Linked DNA regions of Ovis aries: region 1 is linked to region 2. The links are chromatin contacts, called in public Hi-C maps. All regions are on one chromosome and are shown on one strand. Each heading gives the region's core, a stretch centred on a gene start, on an enhancer-like site or on the middle of the called end of the contact. The rest is flanking DNA. Distances are from core to core; before and after follow the strand shown.

Region 1 (6,535 bases), core at 3,864-6,363, 33 kb after region 2:
AAAATCCTAAAGATGCCACCAGAAAACTACTAGAGCTCATCAATAAATTCAGTAAAGTCATTAGTTCAGTTCAGTTCAGGCACTCAGTTGTATTTGACTCTGCGACCCCATGAATCGCAGCACGCCAGGCCTCCCTGTCCAGCACCAACTCCTGGAGTTCACTCAGACTCATGTCCAGCCTTTGACTGTGTGGATCACAATAAACTGGGGAAAATTCTGAGAGAGATGGGAATACCAGACCACCTGACCTGCCTCTTGAGAAACCTATATGCAGGTCAGGAAGCAACAGTTAGAACTGGACATGGAACAACAGACAGGTTCCAAATAGGAAAAGGAGTGTGTCAAGGCTGTATATTGTCACTCTGCTTATTTAATTTATATGCAGAGTACATCATAGAAACGCTGGGCTGGAAGAAGCACAAGCTGGAATCAAGATTGCCAGGAGAAATATCAATAACCTCAGATATGCAGATGACATCACCCTTATGGCAGATAGTGAAGAGGAACTTAAAAGCCTCTTGATGAAAGTGAAAGAGGAGAGTGAAAAAGTTGGTTTAAAGCTCAACATTCAGAAAACAAAGATCATGGCATTTGGTCCCATCACTTCATGGGAAATAGATGGGGAAACAGTGGAAACAGTAAAGTCATAGGATACAAAATTAAAACAGAAGGGTTAAATTTAATTCTGAGAGAAATCATTCAGTCATGTCCGACTCTTTTTGACTCCATGGACTGTAGCCTATCAGGCTCCTCAGTCCATGGGATTTTCCAGGCAAGAATATTGGAGTGGGTTGCCATTTCCTTCTCCAGGGGATCTTCCCGACCCAGGGATTGAACCCAGGTCTTCCACATTGTAGGCAGACGCTTTACCATCTGAGCTGCCAGGGAAGCTAAGCTTTACCAAATCCCAAAACCTACATATAACTTAATCATTCTTCCTTCCCTCTAGTTTCAAGGGAAGAGGTGTTACAATTTTTATATAAAGACAATGCTTACAAGTGCTCTGACATTTATTTCTTTCTTTTGCAGTGATTTGTTTTCTAGATTATACTTTATTTCCTTCTCTTGAATTCTTCTTTTCATTAGTTAGACATTCTCTAGTTTTCTATTTTAAGAATGAATCTTCCTGATTCAATCCTGCTTTCTGTTTCAATTAGCTCAATACCACTCTCCATTCTTCACAGCCAAACTCTGCCTTCAAATATTTCTTCACCTCCTGTTGACAATTCAGTGCTGCACTCCCTACTCCAAAACTCCTTTGGCCAAGGTTGCTCTATTACTCACCTCTTAAGAGCTCACCCACCTCCTTTGGATAGCCTAAAAATTTCACTCTGTGTTATTATTTTTAAGAATGTTACTTGAGATCTCAAATATAAATATGACTAGAAAAAAATTAATACAGACATTTCTTGCATTCCTATATACTAACAACAAAAGATCAAAAGGAGAAATTAAGGAAGCAATCCCATTATCATTGCAATGAAAAGGGTAAAATACCTAGGAAAAAACCTATGTAAGTACTGATGTATGGCAGAAACCAACACAATATTGTAAAGTACTTATCCTTTGATTAAAAAAATAAATAAACTTACCTAAGGAGGCAAAATATCTGTATGCAGAAAACCATGATATACAGATGAGAGAAGTCAAAGATGACGCAAACAGATGGAGAGATATACCATGTTCTTGGATTGGAAGAATCAATATTGTGAAAATGACTATAATACCCAAAGCAATCTATAGATTCAACCCAATTCTTATCAAATTACCAATGGCATTTTTCACAGAACTAGAACAGAAAATGTTACAATTTGTACAGAAACACAGAAGACCCTGAATAGCCAAAGCAATCTTAAGAAAGAAAAAAATGGAGCTGAAGGAAATCAGGCTCTTTGACTTCAGACTATACTAGAAGTAATCAAGACAGTATGGTAACTGGCACAAAAGCAGAAATATAGAATGGAACAGAAATATCCAATGGAACAGGATAGAAGGCCCAGAGTAAGTTCACACACCTATGGTCACCTAATCTATGACACAGGAGGCAAGAATATACAATGGAGAAAAGACAGCTTCTTATTCAATGAATGGTGCTTGGAAAACTGGACAGCTACATGCAAAAGAATGAAATTAGAATACACCTTAACACCATACACAAAAATAAACTCAAAATGGATTGAAGACCTAAATGTAAGGCCAGACTCTACAAAACTTTTAGAGGAAAACATAGACAGAACATTCTTTGACATAAATCACAGCAGGATCTTTCTAGACCCACCTCCTAGAGCAATGAAAATAAAAACAAAAATTAACAAATGGGACCTAATTAAACTTAAAAGCTTTTGCATAGCAAAAGAAACCATAAACAACACAAAAGGACAACACTCAGAATGGGAGAAAATGTTTGCAAACAAGGCGATGAACAAAGGATAAATCTCCCAAATATATAAACAGCTCATGCAGCTCAATAGAAAAAAAAGAAAAAAATTAAAAATGGGCAGGGGACCTAAATAGACATTTCTCTGAAGAAGACAAACAGATGGTCAATAAACACATGAAAAGATGCTCAATATCACTATTAGAGAAGTGCAAATCAAAACTATAATGGGGTTTCACCTGGCACCCATCACACGGGCTTCCCTGGTGGCTCAGATGGTAAAGAGTCTGCCTGCAGTGTAGGAGACCTGGGTTCAGTCTCTGGATTGGGAAGATCCCCTGGTGAAGGAAATGGCAATCACTCTAGTATTCTTGCCTGGAAAATCCCATGGATGGAGGAGCCTTGCAGGTACAGTCCATGGGGTCGCAAAGAGTTGGACACAACTGAACGAACATGTCCATCCAAAGAACACAGGCATGCACATACATAATCTGAGCTAAAAACCCAGTTCAGGAAAAAGATACAAGTTCAACATTTAAAAAAAAATCACACCCATCAGAACAGCCATCATTTAAAAAGTCTACAAACAGTAAATGCTGGAGAGAGTGTGGAGAAGAGGGATCCTTTGCACGGTTGGTGGGAATATAAATTGATATAGCCACTATGGAGGTTCCTTAAAAACTAAAAAACAAACTACCATATAATCCAGCAATCCCATTCTTGGGCATATACCCAGAAAAAACCATAATTTTAAAAGACACATGTACCCCAATATTCACTGCAGTCCTATTAGCACTGTTTGCAACAGCCAGGACATGGAAGAAACCTAAATGTCCATCAAAAGAGGAATGGATAAAGAAGATATGGTACATATATAAATGGAATATTACTCAGCCATAAAAAGGAATGAAATTGGGTCATTTGTAGAGATGTGGATGGACCCCGAGACTCACATGGAGTGAAGTCAGAAAGAGAAAAACAAATATATATCAATGCGTATATGCGGAGTCTAGAAAAATGATACAGATGATCTTATTTGCAAAACAGAAATAGAGACACAGATGTAGAGAACAAACATATGGATACTCAGTGGGGAAAAGAGGGGTGGGATAAATCAGGAGATTGGGATCAATCAATCAGTATCACTACTGATACCAGGTATAAAAGGGATAACTAATGAGAACCTACTGTATCACTCAAGGAACTCTACTCAGTGCTCTGTGGCGATGTAAATGGGAAGAAAAATCCAAAAAAAGAGGATATATGTACATGTATAGCTGATTCATTTTGCTGTACAGGAGAAACTAACACAGCACTGTAAAGCAGCTATACTTCAAAAAATTAATAAAAAATTGGCAGCATCTGGTAGAAAGTACCCAGTTGAAACTACCGTTATGAGTTAACTTACATGGTTTCTATTTCTTATATTGTGAAATACTAGGGCTTATCCTTTTGTCTCCAAAATTCTGATTCGACGGCAATATTGAGAAGGCTAGTCTCAATAAATGGGAAGAGTGCAAAAAGCCTATGGGTGGGGACAGTGATTTCTTTATCACTGTTTAAAATTCCATCAGTTTCAAAGTCATTCACTTAGGCTATAGATGATCATTCTGTCCTGGTTTTCTTTAGTAGGCAAATATTCCTTTACACAGGAGGGCATAAATATATCAGTATAAATGGCTTTATTCATGTGTTGTTTTTTTTTTTTTTTTTAACCCCATGATGAGAAAGCAGAAAAGGATAACCATGCTGTCTTCTCAGTATTTTGACTCAGGCCTGTCCTTCACAAGCCACGCCAGAAACATCTATTCCACAGAGATTTCAGAGCCCTCACCAGTTACACAGTCCTTTATAAACACACCCGGGCAGAAGGTGAGCCCTCTGGCAGTCCTGCAGGCTGACCCCGTCTGCAGGGCACTGAGCCCAGGAATCTGGTCATCATTAGACTTAAGAAGACAACAGAACTTGAAAAAGCTGAAGAGAAATACAGGGAAGAGGTAGAATCGAGAGCTGAAGAGAGAGGATGGAGACGGGACTTTCCTGCAGGTCCAGTGGTTAAGATGCTGAACTTCTAACGCAGGAGGCCCGGGTTCAATCCCTACTTGGAGAACTAGGATCTCACATGCCATGCAGCAAAAAAATTATCAAGTAATTGCAAAACATAAAGGAAATACATTTGAACTATAGGAATAAAATCTACATTAAAAAAAAATGACAAAAAGAAGAAAAAAGCCCCCAAATATCGTGTGATTGATACCAACTACAAGGCTGTGTATTCTGAGCTGAACACAGCCCTGAACTATAAAGCTGGCAGGCGCCTATCAGATCAGTCCTCTGGAAGGAGGAGAGATGGCAGATAGCTGGCACCTCATTGTTACACTAGTTATTAATAAACTTCCCAACAATGGCAGGAAGTGCTGGCATTCAGAGAAGGTGAGCGTGTGAAGAGCTGAGTCACGGGCATGGATGGGTCCCAGACAGAGCAGGCCCTACACTCAGTACAACACGTTTTCCCCCAGAGCGGAAAAGGTCAGAGTTGAGGGATCCCAGCAGACTGAAAGGCTTTGTGCTATTTCTTTTTTATTTTATTTTTTAAACCAAAGATTCATCACCACATTCTTTGCACCACATTCCAGCTCTTCACAATGAAGATGACTCAACTGCCATCTCATTAATCCCACAGCCCAATTCCTATTTATAGACACAACATGCCGTTCTGTTTTGGAGAGAGTGGGTGGCTTCTGCCCCTGTATTTCCATTCAAAAAGACAACATGTCTCATTGTTCTATTTCTTTAAGAAAGGATGCACAAGTGACTTTTTTTTTTTTTGTTTGGGGGGAGGGATGGTTAATGCAACAGTCCACATGGGGAAGCAGAATACATCTCTCCTGAGAGTCCGTGCCATTTTCTTTAAATTGGCTAAAAGCAAAAACACATCTCCCTGAGCCCCTACCTTCCCATTGAAACCAGAACTGTCCTGGGATGGCAAATTCCAGAAGCAATGCTACGACAATCCTCCACTCTCTCTCACTTTCAGAGGATCTGTGGAAAGGCCATGTGTGTTCAACATGCAATTCTTGTGTCTTTTGTCATTCCATTTTTTCTCCCCTTCCCACCATTTTTGAGATTTTAAGAAAAAGATGGTGAAGGACAGGGAAGCCTGGCATGCTGCAGTCCATGGGGTCACAAATAGTCAGACAGGACTGAGTGACTGAGCAACTAGGCAGAGTGACTACAACGTCCCCTGCTCACCCCCACCTCCCCCACAGCGGTCAGGCGGGAGGCTGGCTGGGTACCCAGAGGTGCAGAGCTTGTGAGGAGACCACGATGGGGGCAGTGAGTGGGGCTCTGGGGGCCTGGAAGTGGGACTGCGCCTTGAGCTGCCTCCATATCCCCTCCTCTGGGGACTCTGGGAAGGCCAGGCCATCTCTCAGTAGATGTGCTCTGAGACAAAGGTCCTCATGTCTTTCAAAGCCTGCCCACCGGCACCCCTTTACAAATGGATTTGGGATTCGGTTCCCTAACCTTCCTGGAATCTGAATCTCATACTGTGCAATGTCAGGAAGTAAGAGCTTGACCCCTTTTAATCCAACAGAGCTCAGAAGGCTCAGCACCTCTAAGGGTCTCTACTCAGATATCCCACGGGACAGCCCTGGGTGTCACCACTGAAAATCTCAGGGGGTCCTGGCCCCAAGCCTTAGTAAATCATTTCAACTCTGAAGATTGTTTCTTTTTGAAATGCTAGACCCTGAATGGGCCATTAGTAAGAGTGGACTTCTGACTTCTTTAACGATACCCGTAACATTTCTTCATTTCTTTAGCATCTGAGACCTCAGATTCCTTTAAAATGACTGAAGTCCAGTACTTGGTAATGATGTGGCCTTGTTAAATAGGAAAATCGCCTTCAGAGTTACTAGAAGTTGACAGTATTTTATCTCTGTTTTACATCAATACACAGTATGCAAACTCTTTGAGGAGAGAGGCTATAACTTTTAAAATGCTATGCATAGTTCCTAGTCAAGTTCGGGAGCTGGAAAAAAATGTTTATACTGTAAAATATCACAGTGTGGTTATACAGCTCAGTTACAACACAATTTGGAGACAGACAAGGGTGGAAGGATGAATGAAAGAGAATGAAGATGGATGGTATTTGCAGGA
Region 2 (6,560 bases), core at 672-3,171:
GAGTCCCAGCCGTGACTGTCACTCGGGGTAGACTGCGAAATCCCAATCATGTGGCCCTCTTTGACTCAGGCCTCAGTTTCCTCTCTGGTTCCACCCCCTACTTCCACTCAAGCTCATGGGAACATGCCAAGTATAAGCCTGAATCTGGCTCTTTGACCTTCTTGTTTCCTGAATATCCTTAGAGCTCACCACCCATCCCACCCACGTCTCTGCTCAAATGTCATCTTATTAGAGAAGCCTTCTCTGTTGGTTTCATTTAAATGATAATCTCTCCCTTCACTCTCTAGCTTCTTGCTTGCTCATTATTCTTCTCAACACTTATCACCGCTGACATTTCTTTACTGTGAACTCTCTTCCGACTAAAACATCAGTCTGATGGGAGCACGGTGTAGTCTTTTTTGTCCCCTGCACTGTGCCCAAGAATGGTACTTGGTACATAGATGCACTTGGTAAGTATCTGTTGTATGACTGAGTGAATGAATGAATGGATGGATGGATGGATGAGAGACTCTTGCCTGGAGAGCTCAGTTTTATCCTGTATAAATGGTTCACCACTTACAGCAGATAACACTATCTGTCCTTTGAACTACAGTGCCTATGAACTTAAGTATTAGAGAAAATTGAGTGATGGCTTTGATTTTGCCTCTTTTTAGGAAAAGAAGGTGGGATTCACTGAAAACTCACTTTTCCTTTTGCTGTTTAATTTACCGCCTGGGGCATTCAAGGAAGTCCAGGATAAATTTAGGCTTAAACTTAGGTACAAGGGGACCTCCTCTGGGCAAGGCTGTTCTGGTCCCTGCTAATCCAGCTCAAGTTCCCGCCTCCGCTCTTATTGGGAAAGCTCCTTCCATATCCACAGTGTCTGGGGGATTCTCCGACCCAGCTCCTGGTGCCCCATTGATGCAGACAGTGGGATATAATGTGTCTCTTGGCTCTTGGGGTCCTTCTGCTGCCAGCTTACTTTTTAATTCTGCTTCACTTACAGGAGAGCCTACCTCATCGGTCCAGTCCTGACTCTAGTTCACCAGTTACCTGGGCCAGTTGTGGGGCCAAATTTTTACAAAGGTGGGGATCTGGCCCATGGAGGGAGATGGGGAGACTCACCTCGTGGAATGCACGTAGTGGGGACTCCGGACGCGGAGGTCGGGTGTGGATGGCATGCTGCACTGCGAGTTCCAATGTGGGAGGCTGCGGATGGGGCTGGTCTGCAGGGAGCTGCTCCCGCCTCCCGCTTCTGCACAGCTCCCCGTGCTGGGGAAGCGCTTGTGGCTGCTGCAAACCAGAGGAGGCCACGCTGGTCACTGCCTGCCAGGACTGCCCCTTCTCCGAGGTTGCTGACTGTGGCCTCAGGACATCCCTTTCAGGGTCAGGGAAGTTTGCCCAGGACTCCCCCAGAAGTGGGTGGGCGTCCTTATCCCTTACCCTTCATGCCTTAGGGCAGTGTGAGATGAAGCCGCTGTTCTGTGAAGCCCCTGCCCTCAACCACAGCTTCTGTTTTCCATAAGACAAATATGTACCTGTCTGGGCACCCACTGGGAGTTTTACGGGGCATAATGAAGGGAAATGAGAAAAACAGAGAGACAGACAAAAACCCCCCTCTCCCATATCAGCTGAATAATGAACTGGTAACACACAGCTAAGATTACAGCTGTTTGGCTTTAGAATTTTGTTGGATGATGGTTTAGGGTTCTCAGCCACTTTGGGATTCTTATGTGTGGACGATCATTTGCCATTTCAGAATACTTCTGCCTATGATTTCCTAATTAATTCCAATGGAATTTAAGGACATTCAAGCAAGCTGCTGCCAACGTGGATTGTGAGCCAAAAACCCCAAATTTCCCTGCGAATGACAAATCTGTACCTCCAGCAGGTCGGCAGCAGAGGGCGCTGTGGCGCAGCCCTGCTAGAAGGCAGCCCAGGGGAGGCGCATGCAGGGTGCGGGGGACCCGAGACTCGCAGATGCTACTTAGCCCTTGGGTTCTGTCCAAGTGTGGACAGTGACTCCGTGTGGCCTTCCCGGCCCAGCTCACCTGGAGTGACTGTGCGAGGAACGTTTCTTGACCTTCTCGTAAGGCTCATCTAGCGAGGACTCGCTCCACATTTTGGGCTTTATGGGCGACTTGTCATAGTCATTGCGGTGATAGTGCATCTGCCTGAGTCCCTCCAGGGACTGTGGGGGAGGTGGCCGGTTGTGCGATGGTGGCCGAGGAGGGAGCCCCTTGTGAGGGGACTGTAAGGGGGACAGTGTGCTGGTGACCTGAGAGTCTTCTGCACCAAGACGGAAAAAAGAGTAGAAGTGAGCAAGGGGCAGCCTTCCCCCCTACCCCTGCAGGCTCCGCCCACCCCAATTCCACCCCCGCCATCGGAGGTCAGTGGACAGGAGCTGTGGTTCCGCTGTTTTACCCCTCAAATCAGTAAGGAAAATGCCCCTGGAAGGAGCTACCTGCGATGGGAGTGGGGGGCCCAAGTGATGCAGTCATGCCCCTTGGTAGGTCCAGGGTCTGGCACATGGGGAAGAAACTGACCCCACACAATGCTAAGGACAATCTATTCCTACCCCAGGTTCTCTTTACAGAGGAGTCTCCCTCAAGTGTTCCGCTTTCCTCCCCGGAAGACTGCAGTCCACAGAGGTCAAGACCAGCGCGGGATCTCTGATATTCAAAACATGGCCCCCACTCCCCTGCAATTCTGGCATTTCCTCCCACCCATGCAATGAATAAAAACATGATGATCTGACTGCAAATAGCAGGACCAAGACAACTGCGTAAGTACCCTGCCAGCTTCATCTCACATCAATGGCAACGAATATTATCCTTATAGTTATCATTATGACTAGGAGCAAGATCTTCCATGTTTTCTGTCTGAATCACCCCTTACCACCTTAAGTTTTCCTAAAGGGCAAAAAAATAAATAATTACCACTTAATACAATGGATTGGCCAAAAAAAATTTTTTTTTCCCCAAAAAGTTCTTACAGTAAAACCTGGATGACCTTTTTGGCCAGTCCCATATTTCCATGTCATTAATGCCCTGACCTCCCCAGGATGGGCTTAAATTCATGGGAACATTCTCTAATACGGTTCTGTGTTTGGAATTCCTTCTTCCCTGACTGGTGGTGGTGGTGGTGGTGATGGTGGGCTGGGGTTGGGGGGTGGTAGGTGTGCAATTGCTTCTAGTTTTGTAAGAATTTCCCAAGAAAATATCCTGAGAATCACCAGGTTTTTGGAGGTCAATGAGAAATAAGACGACAGCTTTCTAGGTGGCCAAGAGTCTAAAGGGACATCTTTCTTTCACTTTCACCATTTCTCAGGAAGGTATAGAGACTTGCTTTCTTCCGGCTGCCCGTAGGCTCTCCTAGCAGGTTTCAGTCTTTATGACCCAAACCAATGTCCACTTCTTTCCTCCAGAAATTATACTCAAAAGGAAACTATACATGGTGTTTAAATCATCTGTTCAGGTAAAAATGTGGTTTTGGCAACTAAAAAAGTCGAACACCATCCACTCACTTGGATAGCATCACCAACTCAATGGACACGAGTTTGAGCAAACTCCAGGAGACAGGGAAGCCTGGTGTGCTGCACTGCATGGAGTCACAAAGAGCTGGACATGACCAAACAACTCAAACCACTCACCATCACCTTAACTCTTACCTCTGGGCCCCAAGACATAATGAAATTCCAATAGGCATGTGTTTCTGTAGTGCCCACCCACTCTCAGCCAAATAGGTGACCGCTGAGAAGTGAAAGAATCACAGGGAACCCAGTGCCATCTTGATCCAGCTCCTGGCTTTCCATTGAGCTGTTTCAGACTACATATAGCTTAATCCCAGGCTATCTCAGGCTACATTCAGCTTAATCCCAGTTTAATCTATGCTCTGAGTTCTCAAGCAGGAAACAGACAACATACCATCTTCAAGAACAAGGGCATCTGACAGGGAACTGTCTTCACTGGCAATATTTCCATCTGGGAAGCCAAAAAGCATAAAAGTATGAGTTAAACACATGCCTTAGACAGAGCTCAATCGGTGAACATCGCTGAGTTTCCCACCATCCCATTTCTTTCTAATCAGAAAGAACCCATGAAACACAATCAAAATGCTGTTAGGCACTTCTTTTGACAGTCTCTGTGGTAGGTCATGACTCACCCTCCATCCCTGACACTGCAATGTGCCCGTTCTTTGTTTCACTGGCAACAGCAATACTGAGCAGCTTAATATCCAGCATAAAGGCCGCCTGGCCACATCATCGCCCCGGCCCATCTCAGGGCGCATTCCGACTCAACCCAAGGAAGTGGCCTGCTATTTATTCTACACACGCAAAACCAGGGTGAGGAGCTTGGTTTGGCTCATATGACAGTAAATGACTTCTCAATAAACTTCTTAAGCCATTAGCAGACAAAACAAGCTTCTAAGTACAGCTTCTCTCTCCAAAGCTTATTTTCACAGACACCATTCAATTAACCATGAGAACACACCCAGAGGGAGACAGAAAGATAATCCCCTTCCTTTAGCAGGTAGGGAAACTGAGGGATATCTAGGGAGGGATGGCTTGTCCAGAGCTGTGTTGCTCTTCTGGCTAAGTCAGCAAAAGATCCCAGGTCTTTAGATCCCAAGCTTAGCCTTTTATCTCTTAAATAACAAACCAGGCTAAGGCATGGAAGAAGAAATGGGAATTACTCTATTTCAAGTGGGCTCTTAAGATGAAACATTATTTCAAGCAGGCAGCAAAATGGAGAAGGTATATTCTTAAGGAGGTAACACACATGGCTAACAGCTTGGACGGGACCATTTGCCAGCTGGTCAGAGAGTGAGTTACAGATGGACTCTGCCGGCTGTCCTCACAGAATGGCCCTCACTGACCAGGCGGGGGAACCATGCTCTTCTGTGGTCGACCAGCAAGACGTCTGTCCCTCAGCTGTCCTTCCCATACTCTGTCAGCTTTGCTGATGTTTCTGCAGAGCTGGGGACACCCCCCGCCAGGTCCCTTTAAGGGTGCAGAAGGAAGTCCCAAAAGGCAGAGAAGATAGAGGAAGGCAGGCTGACTGCAGCTCTTTTAGGGAAAAATGACAACATCTTCACCAAGGACAATAGGGCAAGAGGCAGAAGGACAGTTATTTTAAATTTCCTAGAGCAAAACAACTGTTTTATGATCTTTTTCTCTCCGAACTAAGAATTCTCTTTATCTGTATTGCTTGATGAACTATGAACTGCTAGGAGACATAGCCTTGACTAGCCTCTTGGAGTCGCCAGTCTATTATCCCCTCCCCAGGATGCCCACAGTTTTAGGCTACAGCGATATATACATACACAGTGGTAAGACATATATAATAGAAAGTTTAGCATTTTAGCTGTACAGTTCAGTGAACTTAAGAACATCCACACTGTGGCGCAGTCATTACCACCATCCAGCCCCAGAACTTCTGTCATCTTCCCCAAACTAAAGCTCTGTCCCCATAAAGCAGTAACTCCCCTGTCCGCCTCCCCCAACCCCTCATAACCTCTCTTCTACTTTCTGTCCTCCTGGAGCAAAAGTATGATAAATGTGTATAAACTATGAAAGGATACTTGATAATATATCTTAAAGAAATTGATAAGGAAGGACCTACTATATTCAGGGAACTATAGTAAATTATCCTGTAACAACCTGTAATGGATAAGAATCTGAAAAAGAATAGACGTATATATCTAGTCTTTTGTGAATCACTTTGCTGTACACCTGAAAGGAATGCAGTGTTATACAACACAACTATACTCCCATTAAAAGAAAGAGTTTGCTGACTTAAAAAAAAAAAAGGATCATGATAGTTGGGAGAGACTTGAGAGCTGATGATTAATTCTGGGTTCTTCCCTTCTAGTGTTCACCAAACATAGTCTCCCCAGCTCCTAACCCCTCCTGGACCAGGGTTTTGGGCTCTAGACCATCAGAGTGGGGAGGCCCAGACCTCTCCAGCTTCAGCAGTGGGACGGAAGCCTATGGAGGCAAAAGAGGGCTGCAGGGGTGCTGGCCTCGGGGTAGCCCAGCCTCCTGCCTTTCCTTCCAGACCTGGGTAGGGTGATCAGGTCCCTGAGGATGTTGGAGCCTAGGCTGGCTGAGGACTTAGTTTTTAGGAGACTGAGAGGAGTGCACTTCCAAGAGGCCATAAGAGTAATAACACTCCTTTGATTTGTATAATCCCTTTTATCTCAGGTTCTGAGTGCATCTTATTGCTCTCACTGCTACCAGGTCTTTCTAGCTTCATTTTATGGATGGAAACATTAACGCACAGGGGTAGCTCAGCAGCTTGCTAGATTACTCAAGGGCCTGGGTTTTAGGTCCACACTCTGGACAGGGACACCCATCCCCTGAGGCCAGTTGGGGAAGGGACACCCACAGCAGGGAGTGGTCTTAGCACTGACCGTCGATGATCAGCGAGGCCCTCTGGGTGGGTTTCTTCCCAGATTTGACACGGTTCTCGTTGATGGCGCTTTCAATCTCCTGCAGCTTCTTCAGTGCGTTCAAATAAGAGGTTTTCCTCTGCTTCTTCAGTTTTTTGCTGACATTGGGGTCACTGGCCAGGCGGCGG

What was found. A called contact is a pair of places that touch in the nucleus more often than the background predicts.
Region 1: a Hi-C map of hypothalamus shows a contact between it and region 2, with 2.2 times the contacts expected there. The contact joins two enhancer-like sites. A contact is called at or near these places in 3 of 16 Hi-C or Micro-C datasets (hypothalamus, liver and tail adipose tissue).

The regions. Positions count from the first base shown.
Region 1 is chr13:27,740,073-27,746,607 of ARS-UI_Ramb_v3.0, forward strand. All of the region lies in intron 15 of FRMD4A (FERM domain containing 4A), which reads right to left. Among named protein-coding and RNA genes, the nearest start is that of PRPF18, 120 kb to the left of the region's middle. Within about 2 kb of position 5,114, at least 19 of the 54 cell types and tissues checked have an H3K27ac peak or open chromatin away from gene starts, as enhancers often do. A contact at or near this core is called in hypothalamus and liver, where this site is marked.
Region 2 is chr13:27,710,285-27,716,844 of ARS-UI_Ramb_v3.0, forward strand. It overlaps FRMD4A (FERM domain containing 4A), which reads right to left. Exons shown (of 24, transcript XM_060397374.1): 18 at 6,394-6,560; 19 at 3,906-3,962; 20 at 2,031-2,268; 21 at 1,105-1,272. Among named protein-coding and RNA genes, the nearest start is that of PRPF18, 92 kb to the left of the region's middle. Within about 2 kb of position 1,922, at least 7 of the 54 cell types and tissues checked have an H3K27ac peak or open chromatin away from gene starts, as enhancers often do. A contact at or near this core is called in hypothalamus and liver, where this site is marked.